Linked DNA regions of Gossypium hirsutum: region 1 is linked to region 2. Evidence: chromatin contacts called from public Hi-C data. All regions are on one chromosome and are shown on one strand. Each heading gives the region's core, a stretch centred on a gene start, on an enhancer-like site or on the middle of the called end of the contact. The rest is flanking DNA. Distances are from core to core; before and after follow the strand shown. Region 1 holds the start of LOC107897064 (repetitive proline-rich cell wall protein 2). Region 2 has its middle 22 kb from the start of LOC107897941.

Evidence for each region. A called contact is a pair of places that touch in the nucleus more often than the background predicts.
Region 1: a Hi-C map of leaf shows a contact between it and region 2, with 2.7 times the contacts expected there. The contact joins the promoter of LOC107897064 here to the enhancer-like site in region 2. A contact is called at or near these places in 4 of 34 Hi-C or Micro-C datasets (hypocotyl, leaf and petal).

The regions. Positions count from the first base shown.
Region 1 is chrA10:33,860,448-33,865,042 of Gossypium_hirsutum_v2.1, forward strand. LOC107897064 (repetitive proline-rich cell wall protein 2) reads left to right here and starts at 2,674. Exons shown (of 1, transcript XM_016822404.2): 1 at 2,674-3,477. The coding sequence starts at 2,699. The coding sequence ends at 3,298.
Region 2 is chrA10:33,298,529-33,303,145 of Gossypium_hirsutum_v2.1, forward strand. No RefSeq gene overlaps it. Among protein-coding and RNA genes, the nearest start is that of LOC107897941, 22 kb to the right of the region's middle. Within about 2 kb of position 2,548, at least 9 of the 9 cell types and tissues checked have an H3K27ac peak or open chromatin away from gene starts, as enhancers often do. A contact at or near this core is called in hypocotyl and leaf, where this site is marked.

The DNA of each region.
Region 1 (4,595 bases), core at 1,424-3,923, 560 kb after region 2:
TATTATTTTATTTTTAATTCTTTTTTAAAATAATTATATTATTTAGATTTAAATTGAATAATTTATATATAAGCAAATTAATAATTTTTTAATGTTTACTTTATAGTATTATATATTACTATATATTGTATAATTGTTATGACCCTCTACTTGAGTACCCTCTATAATTTTTTTACCACATGTAAGGAGCTCGCATCCTTCTATGATGAAATTTCATAATGTGAGTTCACACTATCATATATGCGAACTCACATCATGCAAACACATGTTAACCCTAACATAGAGTATATGTCGACATGTATGGGAACCTACCTACGATGTCACAGCTATGAATAATAATAATATCATATAAATACACAATTTAACCCACTTGAAGGGGACACTCTCTTTAAAATACTCAACAATAATATATAAAAATATAATAAAATATATTATAAACATAAAACATGGGTAGGGTTGAGCCAGGTTTGGGCTTTGAATATTCGAGCCTGATGCCCACTGAAATTTTAAAAAAGCCTAATTCTTCGTCCAAATCTATTTTTCGAACCTAGTATTATTATCCAACCTCTTTTAAATTTTAAATAAAATAACCTTTAAACTTGAACAAATAACCTGACCATGAATAGTTGTGTTCTTTTTCTTAGCATTTTAGCCATTATTCACATAAAAACAAAGAATATGCATGTTTCTATTAGATGTAAAGGGGAAAAGAAAATTAAATGCTAGTTTAGATGTGCGGTATAGTGTAGTTTGTTTAGCTTACTTTTTGTCTCACACTATAATATTGCTATAGTAACTAATTTTACTATCCTCATTTTTTTTTATATTAACTGCAGGTAAACGCACCACCCATCTAAATCTATCTTAAATCAGGAATATGCTGGCTTTAAATCTATAAATAATTCTACGTGAATTGACTACTAGTAGGATAAGGCATTGATAAGAAGCTTTTTTTTGAACATGATCAGCTAAGGTACAATCAACAACAAGGTTAAAATATTACTTTTAATGCTATCAAGTGGTATTTTTTATGTTTTAACATATGAGTAAACAATAAAAAAAATTCAATTGATAATATTAAATCACTCTCATGATTTATTCTTAGTAAGAGGAGGAAATTTTCACCTATGTTAAAAGAGATTTTACTTTTTACAAGAACTTTTACACATATTTTTAATTTTAAGTTTAAACTTGTTTTAATTATTCTCTATTTTATATCTAATTGCTTTAATAAGTGCATATTAAGTAAACATTTTCTTCGTATTATTGTAGTAGTAACCAAACATAATATAAAAGTTAAAACAAAATCATTTTAGATTCAAATGAGAACTAGACAGAATTAGGTAATTGAAAAAAAAATAGGAAGGGAGAAAGAAAAGAAAAAAGGGTATTCATCATAGGCCATTACCAACAATTAATCTCACTTATAAATAACTAAGGAAAAAAGCAGGAAGGTGAGTGGTGATTGCTATGCCTGTGTGTGTAAGTTCTCAATTAGTAAGAATAGTTGCAGTGAAAAAGAAAGTTTTATGTCATGCACTACACTTTTATTATGCTTCTTGTAACAGTCCTAGACTTTTTTATAGAACATTAAAACAGTAACTTTGATCATATTTCTTTGAAATAAAGGTAGTGGATGAACACCTTATAATATGTTATTATCAAATCTCCAACTTTATACTGAGGCATTGTTTGAGATAGTTTCATGCCTCAGTTAAGCTCCTTATGTTTGTTCGGAAAGGCTGTTTTTGAGTGTAAATCAAGCAATGTATTCAGCATCTACAATATTTTCTTTAATTTCAGACAACATAGAATAATAATATAAATAAATAATAGTCTTCTAGTTAAAAATTGAGGAAAGATACCATCGTTTACAAAATAGAATGGTAAAAAATTTGAATTTTGCTTAATTAAAATTTAGGGTTTTAAATTTCTTAAATAAAAAAAATCAATATTAATAAAGCTTTACTCCTATTTAAAATTGGGATCCGATTCAGCTTTAAATTTAATTTAATCATAATGTAATTATTAGATATTGCAAGTACAAAAAAAGAAAAAGAAAAAGGTAAACTATCTAAATAGTGGTTATTTTTATTTTAATCACTTCAGAAAAGAAATTTATCAAATTTATCACTCCAATAACTACAAGACTAATGGTACATTTTCACATATTATTTTAGGGGGTGACTAAATTAAAAACTATCATTATTTAAAGTGTCTAATGGATAAATTTTCTTAATTTTAGAGTGATTAAATGACAATGCACAGTCAACATTAATGGTGGAATTATCAATCCTTTTTCTGAACAGATAAAATTAATAAAAGAATTTTTGAAAAACTGAGAAGGAAAGATAACTAACATCTCATAGTTATCAATCGAATTTGGTTGTAATTATCCTATGGAAATGAATTACTTAGAAATAGGGGCAAACCTAGCCTCTAAGGAGGAGAGGCAAATAAAGCTGGGAAAGTCACACTTGTATATATTGTTTAATGATGAATTGAGCCTCGTATCCATAGTAAAAAAAATTTCAACTAAGTGGGACCTAAAAGGCCCTACCAACACTTATGTATTAATAAAAAATTTACTATAGCCGACTACTTCAAAAACTGAAAAAACAAGTGAAATATTGACACCCAGACTCATTTACCACTATAAAAGGATCCCATTGCACCATCCAAAGACAAGAATTCAGTGATGGCTTTCACATACTTGCTAGTATTGTTCCTTGGAGTTGTGGTTGTCACCACTCCCTCCTTCGGTAACTACGAGCCACCCAACTATGGCAAACAACCAAAGAAGCCAGAACCGAAGTCACCCAAGCCTCCTGTGCATGAACTTCCAAAGAAGCCTCCAACGTATAAACCTACGCCATCAATCCATGAACCTCCAAAGAAGCCTCCAATGTATAAACCTAAACCACCACTCCATGAACTTCCAAAGAAGCCACCGATTCATGAACCTAAACCACCAAAGCCACCAGTTCACGAACCTCCAAAGAAAGAGAAACCAGAACACAAGCCACCAATATATGAACCTCCGAAGAAACCACCAGTCCGTGAACCTTCAAAGAAGCCTCCAGCGTATAAACCTAAACCACCAGTTCATGAACCTCCAAAGAAGCCACCGATGCATGAATCTAAACCACCAAAGCCACCAATCCACGAACCTCCAAAGAAAGAGAAACCAGAACCCAAGCCACCAGTTTATGAACATCCAAAAAAACCACCTTCTGGTCACTATCCAGGACACCCTCCATTGGAGAAGCTCCCATCACCTAGCCATCCGAAGAACTGAGCCACTTCTATGGCTATATAGATAGATCAGTACTTACAAATAAGAGCGGCGGCCAGCTCGTTCCATTTTCTTGTATGCCATTGTTATCATGTAATGTTTTCTTTGTATGTTAATCCTCTTGTTGTTGAATGAGCATATTCTGGTTCAGTTTATATGCGAAATGCTAAATAGAATTCTCATCGATATGTGCTTTTTTGGCCATTAAAAAGGACATTGGGTTGAACTCAACTTTTTCTTTTGTTCCACAACGTACATGTAGAGAAAAAGGTGGTAAAAAACACATTGAAGCAGTGATTGAGGATTGTTGCAATGACCAATAATATTACATAGAGTTACAGCATTTCTAGAATCCCAGCAAATTTTGTCATGCGGTCATGAAATAGGAAGGAAACAAAAGGAATCACTCGTGAAATTACAGAATTATATAAGCACTGGTTAAATGTATTTTAAGAAGAAAATATTCCTGTAAGGCCCAAAATTTGTCCGGCCCAAAACCAAACTAAACCCAATTAACCCTAAGCCCAATTAACAGGCCCAGACCTAAACAAACTTTCAGCTAGGCAAATATCGAATAGACCTGTCTTAGGTTGTTAAAGAAACTGATACCTCATAACAGTCCCAAACCTAGAGATTTTTGTTTAGGGGGTAAAAGTGAAATTAAAGTTGTTGCTTGAATGTATTTATTTATATGAAAAGGTGGTTAAAGTTAATATTTTTAATATATATATATATAAATGATTAAGTTAGATTATTTGTCTATTTTGATGGCTCAATTTGAATAGTTTTCATTTTAAAAAAACATTGATAAATTTGGATATAGTTTTTAATTTTAAAATTTTATTTATTTAAATTTAGTTGAAAGAATATCTTTGGGCTAAACTTTCACTATTTGCATACATTATAACTCAACAAGTGAATAATTTTATTCGAAAACATTATATATATAAGGAGTATTACGATTTTATTTTTTAAAAAGTTATTTATAATTTATAATTTTTTTTTGAAAAATTTCATTATAGATTTTGATAATATATACCTCTTTTAACATAATATGTGGAACTACTCATAGCCCCTCACCTCATAAATGTGAAGATAATGCGTTTTAGCGCACTACCAATTGAGCTTAGACTCAATCGACATATAATTTTTAAGTTAAATTTGTAGGTTTGATCTTTTAGTATATATATATTTAATATTCTTTAATATTGTATAATTAAAGGGTTAGTGCTCACAAACAAAATATTTTATATTTAATTATAAGTTTATTTATAATTTCATAAATTATTTGTTAAATCAT
Region 2 (4,617 bases), core at 1,298-3,797:
AAACTCCAATACAAAACATGTTAATCTAAAACATATATTTCATTTTTCATCATCAAACAACAAAAATCACCAACCATCAACAATGGCACAATTCAAAATATTCATCAAAATCAAAAACTCAAGCATGGGTTTTGTAGTACTCAAAACAACGATCTAAAAACGTAGAAATTATCAAAAACCGACAAAGAACGAACCTTGATTTTAGCTTGGAAGATGGCCGAACTAGGTTTCTTCTCTTTTCTTTGTTTTTTAGTTTCGGCTATGGTGGAAAGAAAGTATGAGCACTATAGTTTTTATGCTATATTTTATGATATATATTAACTTTTATTATTAGTTTCCTAATTTACCCTTAATGACCTTATATTAAAACCATATTTTGTAAGCCTAATGCCGTCCATATTAAAACAAAGGGGTTATTTACCATTTGAAATCCTTCACTTATAAACCCAATAACAAATTAGTCTTTTACAAATTAAACTACCAAATTTTCTATTTATGCAATTAAGTCCTTTTATTAAATTGGACAACTAAACGACGAAATTAAATTACAAAAATTTCACAGATATAAATTCACACAAAATAAACACAGAAAATAATTTAAAAATATTTTTCTGACTTGGATTCGTGGTCCTGAAACCACTGTTCTGATTAGGGTCTAAATCGGGCTATTACACCACTACCTTTTTTAAAACAAGGCATGAAAACTGTCACTTCCTAGAGCCTTCAAGGGTGCCATATAAAAAAGAGCTAATGTAATTTCCTCATCTGTCACATCTATTGAGAATATTAAGGTTATTTTCTATAAGACATGAGAAAGCAATAGAAGGGAAATCCCTCTAAGGCCCTAGATGCACACCATACAGATTAGGGTAGAAAGTAACTGCTTCAAGCTTTAAAAGGTCATCATCCATAATCCACTCACCCAAGCTATTCTCGAAGGCAGTAATTCTATTTTGTTTGTGTCTTCTCAACTTGCGAGAGTGGAAGAATTTAGTGTTTCGGTCTCCCAAAACCAACCAATCACAGCGCGCCTTTTGTCGCCAAATAATTTCTTCATGATGGAGCATATTCTCCAATTCCTCTCTCACTTCCATCTCAACTTACTCAAGAAACTCTTAGTTCGATCTATCACGTTCAATCTCAATATGTTCCAACTTATAGGACAAGAGCTTTTTACGAGTAAAAATATGATCGTAAACCTCTTTGTTCCAAATCTTGACATGATCAGTGAACTTTGAATGCAAGGATGACATGCTCTCAGACATCCCCCAATTCTCTTTAACAAAATCAAAAAAGGGAAGGATGTTCAGTCCAACCGGCTAAAAATCTGAACGGCAGCCCTTTTGAAGTATGAACCTCAAGCGAAAGAGACAATTTTAGAGGCTTGTGATCAGATTTAAGCCGAGGTAAATGTGTCACCATAGAATTCGGGAAATTCGAGAACCAAGAAATATTACAAATAGCTCTGTCTAAGTGTTCAACAATCCCCTCTCTTTGCCAAGTGAACTACGACCCTTGAAAACCAAAATTTGGAGATGGGCAAAATCCATAAAATTACCAAAGAAAGGGCATCTTTTCCCTAAAGCACGCCCTCTTTTTTCTCGCTAGAGGAAAGAATGGCATTAAAGTCACAAATTGCCACCTACAGGGGCCTGTCCACTGGAATAGTATTATGCAAAACCTCCCATAAATGCCTCCTTTTCTAACTCTTGGGGCTGTCATACACAAAGGAGACAAAAAAGGCTAACTAAGAGAGCTATCAGTAACTTTGGCTAAAACAAATTGGAGGTGACTTTGGAGCACCTCCACATTAACCGTATCCTTCCAGCCAATCCAAATGCCCCCAGAAAAATCGACTACTTCCACACAATGAGAATTATGAAAATCGAGCTTGGCAATAACTAAGTCTGCTTTCTCCCTACTGACTCTAGTGTATAAAAGATTGACCAAATCAGGTATAACTTGCACATCCCTAAGAATTCCAAGAGAAAATAGTAAAATTCATAAAAAGAATAAAAAAGAAAAAGGACTGACCTTGTAATGGCGATCAAAAACTCAGACAATGTCAGAAGTGACATCGGATTTCTTTGTAGGAATTCTAGTTTACACAGTAATGAGCTCTGCCATAGAGCCCATAGCTTATGGAGAGAGACCCGTGAACTACTGGAAGGTTTGAATTTTCCCCCACGTCCACAAATAGATTTAAACGAAGCTTTCCCGTTATGACCATTTCCTTTCCTATTTTCAATACCATGTCTTTTAAGAATAATATGAGAATTCGAACGCATTTTAGAAATTGATTTAATAGTTGGCTTCTCATAAAAAGTAACAGCAGTATGTTTTTTTGGGTCAAGAGCATTGGAAATAATTCCCACATTAGCCTCAGGATGCTTTTCAAAAGTAGGATTGACATGCAAAGAAGTGGCAATGTCATTAGAAAAAGAAATAGGGGCTGATGGTTCAATATTCCTATGACCCGCTGCACCTTCTAAGCCCAGACTGGAGGTGAAAGGTGTTCGGCCTGTGTTCTGCTGAGGCCCAAGGCAAACCAACGAACTAGGACCCTGCAGCTGAAAGCCCAAGGCCGAAGTAGGCCCAGAACCAGCAGGCGCCAGGTCACCATCACGCGACGCAATCTGGGCATTTAAATCTAGCACTGGCCCGTGCTAACATTCCTTAAGTGTCCAGATTTATACCTAGCCCAGAGTTATTTTCGTAGCCTAAAATTCCACCATCAAAATTAATTCCAACCACTGATTCAAATTTTTTTCAGTATCTTTACCCTTCAGCTTTTTAAGGAAATCCCCTTGGATAAATTTAGCCATTCCAAGGTCCTTAGAAGGTGCCTCTAAATCTGATCTTAATGATTCAGTTGTCGTGGAAGCCAGTGCTTCAAATCTGGAACCTTCCAAATTACCATCTGAATTTTTTTCTTTTTGCCCCTGAATTGCATTCTGTTTTCTCCTAGATTTGCATTCGACCACCATCCATGGGCCAAAGGCTTCGCCCACCGTCGGTCGATCATCCTCCATCTTCGCCAGAGTTGAAACGCCGACCAAAGGACTTCTTGGATCTACTTCACCACCATGACCGCTTCGATCTACCAAAGAAGAAGGACAAATTTTTAAGGTGACCATATTTTCCACAGGAGAAACATACCTCGAGTAGAGCTTCGAATTCCACGTGTTAAAGACGGCCATTGACAAGCACTTAGGATGTAAATGGTTTCTCTAAATCAACAAAAATAGCCATTCTAGCGAATTGACCCCTTTTTCGATTGTCTGTTTTAATGTCGATTTTGAACACTCCTCCAATCAAACTTCCTATTTCCTTTAAAATCTTCCTATGGTATAGCAATCCCAGAAGACCCAAAAGCGAATCCAAGCCAACACACCGCAAAGGAGTAGTTTTGACAGATTGAAATCCACTGTCCACGGTTGAACCATGAGATAGTGACTAAACACAATCCAAGGGCCTTATGAAAGCGCCGCATCATAATCGGCTCTGCTTAGGAACCGAATGAGGTAATATCTGTTGGCAACATCCATAAGTCGGAAGGGTTGAGTAGGCTTCCAGAGGCTAGAGATATGATTATGCAAAGGCCCATATCCTATATTGCGCCCTAGCAGCTTGACCACCACAGTGAGTTCCATCCCTTTAATCAAGATTTTGTTAATGCGATCCAAGAAATCGATGGAAGGTATACCATTAAGGTTAGATCTACGAATATCACCATCTTTAAACACCAAATCAATTTTAGAGACATCATCAAGAGAGTTAGAAACTGATCCTCCTAGGAGTTTGTCCTTCCATGAAACTTCATTCACCGGAACGAGTCAACCACCATATTAGTCAAAGAGGCAAGACTTTCATCCTTGAACCGAACTTTTTTTGGTATTGCGATCAGTGCTGAAGTTCTCTCCATCACCAATCCGATCGTCAGGCAAAGATTCAACACATTTCATTTTTTTCCATTGATAAAATATATTGAACAATACATTTAAAAAGAAAATATAAATGTCAGTTGAGTTTTAACTAAATTGGTATTGATATTGTTGTTAACATAAGAGAACATGGATTCGAGTGTACTAAAGTTTATCATCCTCCAATTTAACAGTTTAGGAGGGATTATGAGTAATTTTAAATATTATAAAAAAATAATAAAAACTAGATTAATGTTAAAAAAGGAAAAATAAGAATTCAAAGTCTAAACATAAAAAATATATTTAATATTGAAAAATTATCGCATACATCCCTTGTAGAATTTTTTAGATGGTACGATCAAATTCAGAGTGTGACGAATATATTATAAATAAAATAAAAAAAATTTAACAAAATAAATATAATATTTGTCCTAACTCCACTAATTTGTAAAATTTAAAATCTCCGCAAAATAAATATACTTTTGTTATTATTATTTTGGATAAATGAATATGGCCCACCAATCATTTCTGTCGGAGTGCCGCTTTTGTTGACTTAGACTTCTCTTTCTTTCTCTCTTTCCTATGCTTTTGAAATCGCAAATGTGAACTTCAAATCCATCACAGTCAACAAATCATCCTAGGTGGACTAAAGTATTAGTACAGATGCGGGAAGATTATTTGACTCCAAAAATAA